Linked DNA regions of Zea mays: region 2 is linked to region 1. A link is a contact called in public Hi-C data. All regions are on one chromosome and are shown on one strand. The core of a region is the stretch at or near the end of the contact, and the rest is flanking DNA. Distances in the headings are between cores, read along the strand shown. Region 1 holds the start of LOC100275410. Region 2 holds the start of LOC100283450 (cyclin delta-2).

Region 1 (7,604 bases), core at 1,498-3,997:
AGATGAACTAAAGATGGCAACGCGACCCAGCGGATAATTACTCCACTAGGGTAAGAGTTTGGTCATAATTATATACACGTGGATCTGTTAACGAGACAAAAAGAGGACCCAACGAGTAGAACAAATACGAGTATGTACTCATTAAATCCGTACCCGTGTACTCATGGGTATTTTATACCCGGAATATAGCCAACAATTCTCTAAGACCTCATTTGTTTCGTTGGAATTGAATTTCATTTTAATAATTATAATTTAGATAAAACTAATTAAATTCATATATTTATATATGTAGTATATTTGTATATTATCCTAAATCATATGAGAGAGATAGTTATATACTACATTTATGTTATAGCGAAGTAAGTATAAGAGTGTGCTATAAGTTGTACATCGGAAAATAGCATGTAAATCAATACAATCAATTTTCATTTCTCACCCCATGAATTTGAGATAAGCTTATATGATAACTTTAAAAAATGGTGGAATGTCACATTCTAAAAAAAATAGTCTATTCCATGAGTAAGATTCAAATTACTCAAAATGAAAGAAAACAAACGGGACCTAAAATTTTAGCCTAACTCAATGATTTGTCTTGACTCCTCGCTCTTAAATACAACTATATGCTACATAGGCCTTGTGACATATGACAACATTATGCAGACAACCGACCAAAACGGTAAAGACCGTCCAAGGCTCCAAGCTTCTACTATGCGACTTTTCATTAATATGCAACCGAAGCGACCAAGCCACACATGGCACGCCCTCACCTGTAACATGGAAGACGGAAGGCCGGATGTTGTCGCTCGACGCTCACCATTCGTCCTAAACTAAGTTAGGCAGACATATACAACTCCACCATACCAGACGGATATGAGTACCTGTCGAGTATGAAATACCAAATGAGCCTAGATATGGATGTGGAATTATATCCGTCTATAGGTACGAATATTGAAACGAAGAGTTTTTAGTCTAACAGGACCAGATCTAAGATAGTAAAACCCACCGGGTCTTCACCATTGCCTATCTCTACGAAGAACGGTGCTGCCCCTAGTTTATGAGTGGTTTGGACGCAAGCAGTGCTCAAGATTCCAGATGTGTTTGTATGATGGTCTCTGTTACAGTTTTTTTGTATGTCTCTTTTTCTCGAGTCTCGAGTCTCCAGCAGCTTCGAGATATGCTTATCTCCGGTCTAAAATTGAAGTTCTTTTGTTCTGTTTATCTGTCATATACTCAGATTTGCATAGTTTCCGCCACTGACCAAATATTGATACAATTTTTAGTTATAACATCGATACGATTTTTAGAGTTATAAGTTGATACAGTTTAGTGAGAGTAGTAAGTTCACTTTGTGCTCAGACCTCATGCTTTGCAAAGTTACGATTGCCAAACCGCTCGATTATTTGAACTTAGTTTCTGCTAGTGATGCGAAGACTAATAATACAGTATGGTACAAGAGTCCGGTTCTTGAACCTTTTCTCTCGAGATGAGTTAAAACTCTTAGGGCCCTCCTCTGGATCGAAGAGCAAGGATTGCATTTTTTTTTCTTCTTCCTTTTTGCTTAGTGTTCATGCTCTGAAATGTTGCAATTGGCAAACCACTCGATTGATCTGAATACGCGGTTTTAGTGTCAGTTTCACCATGCCAAATCACATTGACAGACGAAACAAACTTCCTATTAGTCCTGCCCTGACACTCTGATTTACAGTTTTTTTTTCCATTTCTGGCTAGGCTCAAGCACTCTATACTAACAAGCAAACAGAAATCCCAAAAGAAAAAGAAAGAAAGAGAGCACCGGCCGGATGGCACAGTCCGGTCAGTAGCATTAGCTGGTGGCGGATTCAGAGACGATGCTGCTGCTGCTCTGGCTCGCGGACTCGGAGATGCTCTGCAGCACCGGCCGCCAGTGCCGGCCTCTTCCCCGGTGCCGGTCCTTGTCCTGCTTCCCGTCCTGAAGCCACAGAAGAATCAGTAGCTGCTTGTTGCACCAGGAAATAAAAAGAAAAAAATGGTGTCAGAGAATCGCATACCGACCTGGCTGGAAGAGCTCTGGTGAGCCCCGTCGCCGCGCCGGAGCTGCTCGTGCTGCTGCCTGATGGCCTCGCACCGCTGCATCTTCTCGTTCTTCCTCGCCCGCACCGCCTTCGTCACCTCTGCGCGCGGAGCACGATCGGGTTGAGAATTTCAAGATTGCCCGAGTAAATTGAACCGCGCCATGGGCCTTAAGCCCATGGCCAGGACAGCTGAGTGCTAACAAACCTTGCGCGGTGATGAGGCGGTAGACCTGGCCAAGGAGAAGCGTGTCCTTGGGCTTCAGCAGCTTGACCCTGGTGATCTTGGCCCCACCACTGCCGGGGCCGGAGGACGCCGCGGCGTCCCCGGCGGCGGCGGCGGCGGCGGCGGCGGGCTTGTTATCTGCAGGAACACGGAGTATGACGAGGGCAACGTAGTGTCCCGGGTTGTTCCGCATGACCTCGGCGGCGGTGGTGGACCAGTAGAGCCGGTCGACCTTCCCGCCGGGGTGCTGGATGATGACCGCCGCCGCCTCCGCCGCCTGGCAGTTGCCCATCGCTCCCGTCCGCCCGCGCGCCCCTCTCTCCAGCAGCAGCAGCGTTTGTGGTGGGCTGGGCTCTGGGCTGGTCTGGTGGTTCAGGGAGCCGCGACGGTGGCGGTTTGAGTCGTTGGGAGGAAGAGAACGGAGAGGGAGGCGGTGGTGTTGGAGTGATGGTGGTGCCGTGGTGGAGACGGTGGTCGTGAGTTTGGGGCTTGCAGTTTTTGAGGTGGTGGGGTGTTAAATGTGAGCGAGGGGTGGGTGATGAGGAGCTTTGCTCTTGCAGGGTTTTGGATTTTGGATCCGGGTGGCTGTTGAGGATTCGAATCCGTTATGGCCACGGTAATTCTTGGGCAGACAAAAGTGAATTTCACAGGAAAATATTTCAAGTTTTCAGGTAAATTCCAACTCCCCCACCCCCCCCCCCCCCCCCCCCCCCCCAATTGTCTGGAATTGATTTCAGGCAGATATTATGTACAAGAACCTATAAATTGCTGCCACATTAGTTTTGCACTCAGCTAAAAAGCTTCCGCCGGGAACATCGCGCTGTGTAGAACGAGTCTGAAACTCTGACTCGTGAATGTTTATTACTTTCTGATGTACGTATCAACCTCTGAAAAGATGTCGTAGATTATTGACTGGATTAGATATAATAATAATAATAATACTATACATATTATAGTTATTATGAAAAAGTAGTGATGTTGTATTAGAATATTGGATAAGTAATGTGTCAGCGTTCAAGGTCAGGTGGAGACGGTCGGCCGTAATCCCTGGCCGGTGAGCTTACTTCAAATCTCAACGCACATGCGCACGCACATATGTATTATCCATATAAGTAAAATTTCTGACGTTTATTTTCGTTCTTTGTTCTTTCCGGCGCCCTTGGGCCTTGGCTGCTTTTTTGTGGAGGCTTTCATCACCTTCTCTACAAAGTCATTTTCTGCTCTCTTTTTTCGTGAACCTTGACCGTCACTCTTTCTTTTTTTGCGTTTGCATTCCATGCGTGCCCCCATGCAAACCAAGAAGGGATCTTTTAGGATATCTCTACTGCTTTGAGGGCTTAAATAAAAAACTCTGTCGGACCTTTTTTTCTTAAACATTGAGCTCCTTTGGAATGTAGAAATTTTATAGTAATCATATAGAAATTTCATAGAAAACAATTTATTTTCACAGAAAAAATACATAAAACGGGGAAAATTTCGTATTCCAAAGTAACCCTTAAATTCAGATTTAGTGCCCTACTGGAATTGTTGTGCATATATGATTCTAGCTAAACCCAGTGTAAGGTACCCAAGGTAGTGTTTGGTTGAAGAGCCAGGTAGAACGGAACCGTTCTGTTCCAGTTTTGTTGTTGTTTGGTTACAAAGTAACTAGAACGGAATGGCTCCAATTAGGGAATATTCTCCTCAGATCCGGAACCATTCCGCTCCAAAAAATCAATGGGACGGAGCCGCTCCGTTCCAATCCCGCTCTCACAGTCACGCTCCGTTCCGTTCACTCTGCAACCAAACAAAAAACAGAACCGCTCCGTTCCAGATTACCAAACACAGAACAGAGCGGCTCCGTTCCTAGAATCAGGGATGGAACGACTCCGTTCTACTTGGCTCCTCAACCAAACACTACCTAATATATCTACGATAGTAGGTCTGAGAGAGACAATACCGAAGCGGAAGATCGTATGAGGCAGGGGTAGATTAAGAAACTTTATAGTCATAGAAAGAAAGCTCACGACTATAGGTTGAAAACGTGTAACAATAGGATGTAGCTTCACCAGACCATCACTCATGTGTTCGGTATGTATCAATCCGTACATGTTTGTAATTCATGCATCATCTTCGCAGCTACTCTGTTTATTTTGCATTGTGGCCATCTCCAGCCTCTCCAATCTATAATATAATTCAGCCCTTGTTTTGCCATTTCGGCTTGAAATTTAGTTTAAGCTTTTGGCAAACACGGGGAGTGTTTGGTTTCGCGGCTAAAAGTATGGTACTTTATCTAAGATTAACCGTTCGAACTGAAAAACTAATCTTAAAAGAAGTTAGGTAAACTATGGCGAGTTAGACAACGGGCGAAACAGACCTAAGACTCTCCTGAAAAGTAACAACAGGGCCAGCCCTGAGGGGGTGCGGAGGGTGCGGCCGCACCGGGCCCCTAAAAACAGAGGGTCCCCTAGCCACTGGACGCTAGTATTTTTTTGTTAAACTTATCTATTCTAGACACAAATACGTAAAGAACGATATGATATCGAGTTATCGACTAGTCTCATTTATATTGTTAAACTAATGTCTCAATTATTTATCGAATACTTCATCTGTTTCAAAATAGTATTTGTTTTATCTCTTAATTTTTATGTTTATATTGATAATGATAAATTCACTAAAGAAGCAAAACAAATTTTATTTTGATATAGGAAGTATTATAAACTATACATATGATGGTTGCTTCGGTAGAGAGAATATTTTTAAAATTAAATTTTTTAATGAACTATTTATGGTCAACAATAACTCAAGAGAGGTTAAATGGATTGACGATTCTATATATCGAAAAAAGTTGTTGGATGAGATTGATCTCGATGATATAAGCGACGACTTTGTATCACAAAATGTTAGAAGATATTTTTAATAATATCATATAACAAGTAAGTGTTTTTGTTATATTTTACATCTGTTATCTTATAAACTTCAAAACAGTGTATAATAATTTTTATACGTTAAATATTCAATAATATATGTATAACTATATATATTTATGTGTGTATGGGGCCTCTATATCGAATTTCGCACCGGGCCCCTGAAAGCCAGCCTCTATATCGAATTTCGCACCGGGCCCCTGAAAGCCAGAAACGATCCTGAGTAACAAGCAGTGTGAAGTATGGTCTTTCCTTGTCTATGTTCTACAGAAAAGGTACGAGTGAATATAACTTCGTAAGATTGTCTCCAGTATGTAGCATAAAATAGGGACACAGAATTATTATGATATTATTTACATAGTAGATTTTAGTTTAAAATATAGAACGGGATATACGATATCTAAAAAACCGTCGGAGATAGACTAACCGGCTGAGAGTCCGAGGCCGAGTACCAAAATAAGAAAACAAAAATAATATCCGTATAATCTGGTGGCCGGCCGGCTCTACACGCGCCATCCATCTCCGTCGTATTGCATGGCATTGATGGCTGTAGCACATGCACAAAGCATGACCAAGGAAGGAAGGGAGTGACCTCCGTGACGTGACCTACCGACGGGCCCTGCAGTCAGTCTCAGGCTCTCGGCAGCCGGGCCCCGCGGCATGGGCTGCGGGCATACGAGAGGAGCGAGCGGTGACTGTGATCTGACTGACTGACTGACCGACCGCGTGCTGTGTCACACCACACTTTTTTTTTCGATCTTGCGTTTGCATCGCATTTGCATGCGTAGGCGTATAGTATAGCGAGATAGCCTTTATTTCATTTTTTTATCCGAACCCGGGATAAAATGTAGGATGCATCTCCCTTTCTCCTTTTCTTAAGTTGAAGCGTGTAAGAAACGACTTTGCGTACAGGCAGGCCGACTGGCAGAGAGAGGATGAGAGTACACGTAGACGTAGCAGCCACTTTCTGGCGCGCTGCAGAGGGCATGCGGCACGCATTGCTCGCTCGAGCTCGATCGATTCATGTCTATAATAATACCTCCAATTTGTTCTCTATGTTTATTTTCTTTTTATTCGGAAGCTAAATTATCTATAGAATTGCCAATGATTAAAATTAAAGCAGCAGTCGGATTGGGTGGTCTACGATAAAGCTACAAAAGGGGTTGCGAAATTGGAGCCCTTTTTTTTCTTTGACTCATGAGTAGGACTGGGTAGCTCATGCGCGCCAGGGTCCATGATGCAGCACACCAGCAACATGGACATGGAGCAAGCGCGAGAAGGTGTAATAATAGCGCTCCGCCCACCCTAAAAAACGATCCACGCACGGCCGCCTTGGTTTGATTAAACTATGATGAGAATCTGCCCGTATAGTACTAATTACCATACGCCCAGGCCCAGTGCTTCCACCTCTTTGCTCTCCGGCCTGCGCTTCGCAGGATTATTAAAGATCTAGCCGCATCGATCGTCCAAATTAAAGGCCTGCAACTGCAAAGTTTTTTTTAGTTTCTTTTTTGTGGGGTGGGGGCTTGGGAGGTCAACAAACTTAGCATGTTCTGCAATTCAAAACCTGTCTAGTTTATCAAATCAAAAGTGGCAGGCTATCAAATTGTGTGAACCAGATGTGCGCTTTAATTTAACTAGCCCGACTTGCTGTACTTTTTTTGTGTCCGTCCGTCCGCGTCCGGGTCCGGCCGACGACGGATTGGCCGGATTAGCTAGCGCGCACGAGATGGTCCATGTATACACAACGTACAATAATTGCGAAAACATGTTGTGTTTTTTTTTCCCTCCTGTACATTGAGAGGTGGACGCGTAGGTACGGTACAAGGACTCGCTACCAAACTGTCGCGCGGCTGTGTCGACGTACGTGTACGTGGTATCGGGACTGTTTAATAAATACGGCTAATCCTTACCTAGTTAGCTAAGTGTTTTTTTTAAGAAGAACTAGTTTTTTTAGCTAAGTTTTCAACTATTCGTTAACCATCCAGTTAAGGCAGCCATAGTTATTTAAGCCAAAATTTTAGCTTCGACCAGTAACTAATTATAGCTATTTATTTGAGCTAATATAGACTATAAATAATCAATTCTGCTGCTATATACTGTGTATATTAATTATAATATGCGCATTTATTAATTTCTCGCTTCATCGGTATTCTGGTATGGTGGGATGTGAATTCGGCCCGTGCGAGGGGGCCGTCTTATGAAATATACTCCTACATTCGTTCATAAATATATGATAAACTTTGACCACTCGTATTATTCAAAATATTTACTTTAAAATATAAAGTTTTAAGTCAAGTATAAACTAATTTAAGTGATAAAACAAATCAAAACAAAATGAATGATAATTCATTATTTTTTTAATAAGATAAGTGGTTAAAGTTTTTTTTAAAAAAATGTCAACGGTATCATATATTTATGAAC
Region 2 (7,604 bases), core at 2,774-5,273, 310 kb before region 1:
CCTTCATCTTATCTTCTTGGGAGGATGCCATTATCAAATGGGCTGCAAACATTTAATTTATGAAGTAACATGTCCAAACCCTTTAAAAGCATATGCATTGTTGTAATGACAAAAGTTCCCACATAATATTGCCTACAAAATTTGTATGCACCACCAGGGATTCATAAAAAAAGGAAAAACATTACAAACTTGTAGGAAATATAAGGGAAGTATAAAAGAGAGATTCCAAAGTACTGTACAAGCCCTTGCAAAGATATATCATAATGATGAACAAATGTAACATCCAAATTGTATCTTAAGCCATATGAAAAACATGTACATGTCCAAAAAATAGGGAGGAAGTAAAGTGAAGATGACATATGACATGTACACTTCGAATGATAAACGAAACAGACAGATGAAAACTTTGAAGTTGTACATATGAGTTATATAATTGTTGGCAGGTACATGTGAATGAACGAAAGCAAGAACATTTTATACACAATTCAAGGTTAGGGAAGTGTATGGCACAGAAATAGAAAGGAAACTAGTACGTGCAGATAGAAATGATAGAACTAATGTCATGACAGAAAGACAAGTTCAAGTCTTGAACATTACATAATGAGCCAGATAATCATAGTCAAACACAAGTTGTGCTAGACACATGATCTGGCACATAATCGAAGTCATAAGTAATTTAACATGTCATGAAATTTAGTGAGTCTACTCATGAACATACGTGTACTCCATGCAAGCACAAAGAATTGTGACAAAATAAGTGATTCAGTGTAATGGCTTATATTGGTGCATACTCATATAGTACGAAAGGGTAACATTCCACATAAATGCCAGAAATACATTGTCTTCAGTTAAAAAACATCAAGAACAGTCCAATGAACAGCACTGGGGAAATAGAATTGCTGCCATGGCTAATGTTAGGCTTACTCTTGTTCGTGTATTTCCATCACGTGGAACAGACAAAGTTTGGTACACCAGGCGCCTAAATCGGAGGATGAACAACGTAACAAGTTCATACCTCGAACGACAAGTGTGGATCTGGTAAACTCCTATGGGCTTGGCAACAAAAACTACGAATTTTGAACAAAACCAGTGCGAATGTACATATATCCTGAATGAAGTTTTCATTTGACGGGGTACAAGATGGTATACCTGTAGTAGGGTTGGATCTCGGCCGCAAGACGACAAATCCAAGCAAAATACGAGTGGTGTTGTAAATCAATCGGCAAATAACTAATGATTTCGCGTGGTTCATGAAGGTAATACCTTAAGAAGGGGAGATGTAGTGCCCAGCACGCCGAATCGTAGCGTGTCCGTGTGGATCTGATGGCGCCGTCGATTGTCGGAGATGGAAGCAAACCAATCGGTCGCGACGTTCGTCGCCGGAAGCGGATTGGAGTCCTCTTCGGCTTCGGTCGCGAACGGCTGTGCGTGGTGACGAACTCGACCTCCTCTTCTGCGCAACCGAGGGGTGCCGGGGCTGACTCCACCGGGCGACGGCAGATCCGCCGCCGCGTCGCCGCGCAAAATCGCCCGTCCACGGAGGGGTCGAGGCGAAGCGAGGTGGAACGCGAAGTTTCCGTAGTCTGCCGCGGCCGACAGCGTCCACGCGAAGGAGGCGAGGGGGCGGCTACAGTCGTCCCCTGCATCTGGCGTGAGAGAGAAGAGTGTCGCGAGGAAGGGGAGAGCGTAGCGCTCGCCGCTGCGGGAGAAAGGGGGAGACTGTAGCCCCTATCCGATGAACAGTAATAGCGTAGGGGAGGGGAAGGGTGATGCGTTGCAGTCAGTCTTATAATTCTTAGTTATGGTCAGACCTCTTGCTTTATATGAATTAGCATCGAGTCTGGAAATTAGCATGGACCTTAATAGAGATCTACTGAATTAACTGTGGGATGATGCATCAAAAGTTTTTGTATTCTCTCTCTGAAGGACGCAGTGTTTGTTGATGGCAGTCCACAGTTCATTGATTTGTTTATGTGTGTTTACACGTTCCTCAATTTGTATCTAGGCAATAGAACAACTTAGATCTTATTTATTAGATACAGAGATAACGCTACACTTGTACACGAGTTGAAGCGTTAACTTATGGCTACCCTCACTGCCGGATCTTGGAGGGTGATTACTGTGGACCTGCCCATTCCTGCACACGAAGGCTAAGGGCTATTTTGAGAACCATAAAATCAAAAGAAATTGGAGGAGCTAGATTCAACTTCTTATTCAATTTTGCCATGAACACTGTGGTCTGCGGTGCCACTTGATACTTTGCCATCTCATGTTTGCATCGCAGAAGGCGCCCTGGCAGCGCCACCACCCAGCAACCAAAAAAAAAAAAATCGAGTCACGCCGCCTTGCTATGACGTAAGCACGGGAATCCCCGGTGACATCCTCCACAGGTCCTAAACTGTAACTCACTCTGGACGCTGCCTGCCCCTCGCAGGACGGACAGACGCTGACCGGGTCAACAACGCCCGTCCAGAATGCAGAAGGGTGGCTATCGTCTTGGGCAGCTGATCTGGTGTGTGCCTGTGTGGAGATGGCGTGCCGTGGGCCGTGGCCCGTGAGCTAGCAGCTGTAACTGTAATGCGCAGCGCAGGTATGGTCCTCCTCCTCCATCCCCTTTTTACCATTTTCTATATCCTTTGCATCGGCGCCGTAGATAATTGTTGGCTGAAATTCATGCCAGCTATATGCTATGTTTCGACCTAGGATTGGCTGCGCAGAGATGGTGGTAGGGCACGCCAATTTATTTGAGATACAGGTTCTCCATACGTTCCTTCACTTCATTGCAATGCAGCAGAGTCATATATATACCTGAATCCCAATCCCAACAAAGGTACGGACCTCTGTGTCGTGTCGTCCTCCTCCTCCGGATACATTGCGTTTAATTTCGACCGTATGGATGGATGGATGGATGTGGATGTGGTGGCCGTAATCATGTACTAGCTTGCTTTGGGGGGTCATACGATTGATTGATTGATTGATTGCACGGGCATACCAGGCTTCAGTGTATTTGCTGCTCTGTAGATACTTTACTCATGTGAAACCCATAAGGGTCGGAGTGAGCTAGGGCCTGTGCGGCCGGCACATAGGGATCGGACGGATGGATCGGTGGTGGTATGCTAGTATATATGCATGGTACTACAGCTACTACCCCTCCTCCTCCTCCTCCTCCCATAGTGTATGTGTATGTGTATGAGCAGCAGCAGGCCGTATCGACAGGCCCAACAGACAGACGATGGATCAGATCGGATCTCCACACCTTGCCTGGCTCGAGTAGATCTTGACCATCCGTGCTCCAATCATGGCCATGGCCGCCGGACTGCAGAGCACCAGGCATGCCATCCGGACCCTACTACTACTACCAGTCGCTTACACACCTCTGCCCCAACCGTGTCTCATTCTTGGCAGTTTGGGGAGGAAGGAAGCCCAATCTTGTCCCTAAAAAACGCTGTTCCATGTAAGTGACCAGACGACGACTATACTAGATCACTAGCCCCTCGAATCCTCGATGAAAAGAAAAAATAAAAGTCGCGAGCAGTCACGCTCGCCGAACTCAACGTCCGGCCGGGAAGGAAATTAACGGCGACAGAGGGTCGGTCCCCTTTCGTTCGGAAGTCGGAACTGTCATTGGTCGCCGTCGTCGTCGCGTCACTGGCATGTGGGGGCCTCGGTCGGCAAACCATCGAGAGCCGAGAGCCGGGAGAGAGAGAGAGAGGATGGCAGGTGCACATGCATGTGTGTGATGTACTCATGTGTAGTATAAAGGATGTGATGGGATGAGACGGTTCCTTTTACCAATCATTCCCTACTTATATTACCCGTCCATCATGCAGCCATCCGATTTTTCTTTCTTGTTTTACCGTATACTACAGCACAAGGATAAATTCCTACAGACCGACCTCATATGCATTGCATGGTGAGCCCTTCCACATATACACACATGCATGTAGTGGCAGTAGCTAGGCGAGCTAGTTTTTTTTTTATATAGATATCCAGCCGTAGTGCTCTCACATCGATCGCTCGCACTCGCACTCGCACTCGCACTGACCTGACGCTACGCTGCCTACAATCTATCTACCTCTACCCTCCCTCATCACTTGTTCCACTACGACCGGCCACCTCGCCGCGCGCGCAAGCCTGCGTCACCACCCACCGTGCAGCACGACAGCCAGCAATGGCCGCCGCCCACTGAGGCAGAGTCGCAGTGACGGCACGGGACGCACACCCACGGGCGCTGGCGGCATGCCGGGCGACGCCTACGACCTCCTGTGCGCCGAGGACGACGCCGCCGGCAGCGCCCTGCTGTGCACCACCGACGACGACGACGGGTGCTGCTCCGCTGTCGAGGACGACTCGGCGGCGGCGGCGGCGGCATCCATCGCCGAGCTCATCGGCGGCGAGGCCCAGTACTCGCCCAGGCCGGACTACCCCGACAGGCTCCGCTCCAGGTCCATCGACCCGGCCGCCCGCGCCGAGTCGGTCGCATGGATTCTCAAGGTGACGGACGCCGGATCGCCAGTCCATATATATTATATATACACACACTCGCAAGCTTTTCACATCGTTTGGATTAGATTAGACGCCGCACCACCATGCTTGCTTGCTGGCTAGCTTTCTCGCTCGCTCTCTCACCATGCTTTTCGTGCTCTGCTAGTCTTATCAGTTTAATTTGTACAATATGCATGCATATAGATAGATATATGAACTCAGCAAGCAATCTCATCTTATATACTGTTCTTCTCGCTCTGTCTCCTTCTTCGTCGCCATCAGGTGCAAGAATACTATGGGTTTCTTCCATTGACAGCCTACCTCGCCGTCAACTACATGGACCGGTTCCTCTCTCTCCACCGTTTGCCGGTAAGCAAGCTAAGCTCCTTATGCATGGCATGGCATGGCCCCCCACCGCCGCAGCCGCCATTTCTCTTTTCGCCACACACGACACACACTACTTACTAATAAATTACATTCTGTATATGATGGTGTGTCACACACTCACACGCAGTGTGTGTGTGTTGTACTGTCGTCAGTGGGAAGTTGATAGTGCTGCTGTTGTTGGCGCGGGGAAAAGAAAGTGTTTGGAGGAGCGTGTCCGCGTGGATTAATCAATCGATTATAAGCATCTGCCTAATTACCTCCCTGCCCCTAAACGGAATGAAGGAGGGGGCAGCTACAGGGGGCAAGGGGGTTTTTGTTTATGCACTCAAGACAGAGGGGTCTTTTGCCTTTGCAGTTGCTGCAGCCAGCCGCGCTTTAGCGCAAGAGCGAGCAGCCTCCGCCTGACGCTTTTTATCATCGTGTGTGGAACACACCTTATCATTGTGCCTCGCCATCCATCCATCCATCCATCCATCCACATTTTTATTCCGTCCATCCATCCATCCGTGGCCTGGCCTGCTGCCTGTGATAGCGAGACTTGCAGCAGCCTCTGTGACTGTGCGCTAGCTGTGGGCGGGTGTGGTGCTACGAGTTGTTTATCTGAATCCATTCTGAGCCAAAGGAGAGAGAGAGAGAGAGAGAGAGAGAGAGAGAGAGAGAGAGAGAGAGAGAGAACACAAGCTGCCGCAAGCTAGCTGTAAACACTGCAAAGTGGTCTCGCTCACACATCTCTCACTGTAGGCAGGCACCAAGTCATATGCAGCACCATCTGCCCCTGGTTGAATCTGCAGCATTATTTTTCTGACTTTTGGTTGCCTTGTGCTGCTGCTGTTTTCCTGAACTGAACACATGCTCTTGGATTTATTATACATGTTTAGATGAAACAACCAACCATAGAATATATACATGTAGAGTAGGAGTGTAGGACTCCACTGTAAAAAAGCAAAGCAAGCATGGGCCACCCTCTGAAACTTCAGGGATTTACACTAAGATAGTAGGGTTATCCAGACTCTGCTTTGACTGAAACCTCAAGACCTTAGACAGTTAGACCTCACCAACCTTTGTTCCAAGCAACGTACACATATCTTTTTTCAAAGCCGTACAGATGCGTTTGTTCTCTCTGCAGCTGTGTAATGGTTGGTTAGGTCTCTAATGTAACAGTGTTTCCTGTCTAACTTGGCCCTAAAATAAAGGTATCCCCTAATCTTCTCTATCTCCTCATATTCTAATGTAATAACTCTTACAAGGACTACTCCTGAATATGTAGTAGGTAGCAAACAATCAATGTGGATGTGGTCTTCAGAGTCGGTCACCTCTCTGTGGTTTGCCATGTGAACATCTCTATCAGAATCTTGATGGCCCTACGTGACGTATAGCTTAGCTAGGTGTATGTGTACGTATACGTATATACGTCCTTGCTTGCTTCCATATATGCCAACGAACAAAATAACTTCGGAATTTAAAGTTTGAGACTTTATAATGCATGTTTTCTTCACATAATAGAAGGACAAGAGAGATGACATATAATGCAAGAACATAGAACACACGATCTGTCCTTGGTTTCGTGATAATCCTTGCTAGCTCCAACATATTTATTGCTGTGTGTTTTGTGCGTTTCTCTTTCTCCATGAATGCACGCACGGCAGCAGGAGGACGGGTGGGCGATGCAGCTGCTGGCCGTGACCTGCCTCTCCCTCGCTGCCAAGATGGAGGAGACCCTCGTGCCCTCCCTCCTGGACCTGCAGGCAAGGCAATTAGGACACTATACATATATGCCACTATGGCTATACGTTTGATCCCAATAATACTCATGACTCTCATGAGCTCTTTCTTAGTTAATGAAGGCTGATGAACGTCGATTGGTTGTTGTTGATTGCACTGCATTGCAGGTCGAGGGAACCAGCAGGTACGACTGCTTCGAGCCTGGGACGGTCGGCCAGATGGAGCTCCTCGTCCTGATGGCGCTCAACTGGCGGCTGCGCTCGGTTACTCCCTTCACCTTCGTCGACTTCTTCGCGTGCAAGGTCGACCCAGGAGGGAGGCACACCAGGTGCCTCATTGCCCGGGCCACGCAAGTGATTCTGGCTGCGATGCATGGTAATATAATAATGCACTGCTTGTGCTTGGGGCTGGGGGCCGCCGGGGTAAACTTGGTGCTGCGCTGCAGTGCATGCAGTTCCAACCTCCAGTGTACTAACTGCGGAACTGCCACAGACGTCGAGTTCTTGGACCACTGCCCGTCATCAATGGCGGCAGCGGCCGTGCTCTGCGCCATCGGTGAGACGCCGTCGCTGGAGTCGGTCAGCCCTGGGGCTGCCGTCAGCTGGTGCATCGGCCTTGCAGAGGTATATACTCCACACAAGAACTATTAGTCTATTACGATATGCCAATTTTTTTAGCTTTATAATTTGGAAGTATATACGTGCCAAACATTTGGTTTTTTTTTTTGCCTGAATATAGGAAGGGATCAGCAGCTGCTACAGACTGATGCAGCGGCTGGTGATAGGCAACGTCCGGACAAGGGTCGCCAGCACGACGACCATTACCATGGCAGCAGTGAACCTGTGCTGCTCGGATGAGGCGCTGTCCTCGCATTCCTCTGCCACCTCCTCGCCACCCCCGGCCAAGAGGAGGAAGAGGTCGCCAACGGCCACGTGAAAACTGAAGAACGCAAGTAGATAGGATTATTTATACGCTTTTTGGGGGGGCAGATTAACAGGGTTTGATCGATT

Evidence for each region. Hi-C and Micro-C count contacts between places; a contact is called where the count stands out from the background.
Region 2: a Hi-C map of endosperm shows a contact between it and region 1, with 2.4 times the contacts expected there. The contact joins the promoter of LOC100283450 here to the promoter of LOC100275410 in region 1. A contact is called at or near these places in 4 of 25 Hi-C or Micro-C datasets (ear, endosperm, leaf and 1 more).

What each region holds. Positions count from the first base shown.
Region 1 is chr7:109,727,916-109,735,519 of Zm-B73-REFERENCE-NAM-5.0, reverse strand. It overlaps LOC100275410, which reads right to left and starts at 2,747. Exons shown (of 3, transcript NM_001149487.2): 1 at 2,257-2,747; 2 at 2,032-2,150; 3 at 1,579-1,948. The coding sequence starts at 2,566. The coding sequence ends at 1,823.
Region 2 is chr7:110,041,006-110,048,609 of Zm-B73-REFERENCE-NAM-5.0, reverse strand. LOC100283450 (cyclin delta-2) reads left to right here and starts at 4,023. Exons shown (of 6, transcript NM_001156351.2): 1 at 4,023-4,494; 2 at 4,768-4,854; 3 at 6,519-6,617; 4 at 6,762-6,969; 5 at 7,087-7,217; 6 at 7,333-7,604. The coding sequence starts at 4,240. The coding sequence ends at 7,530.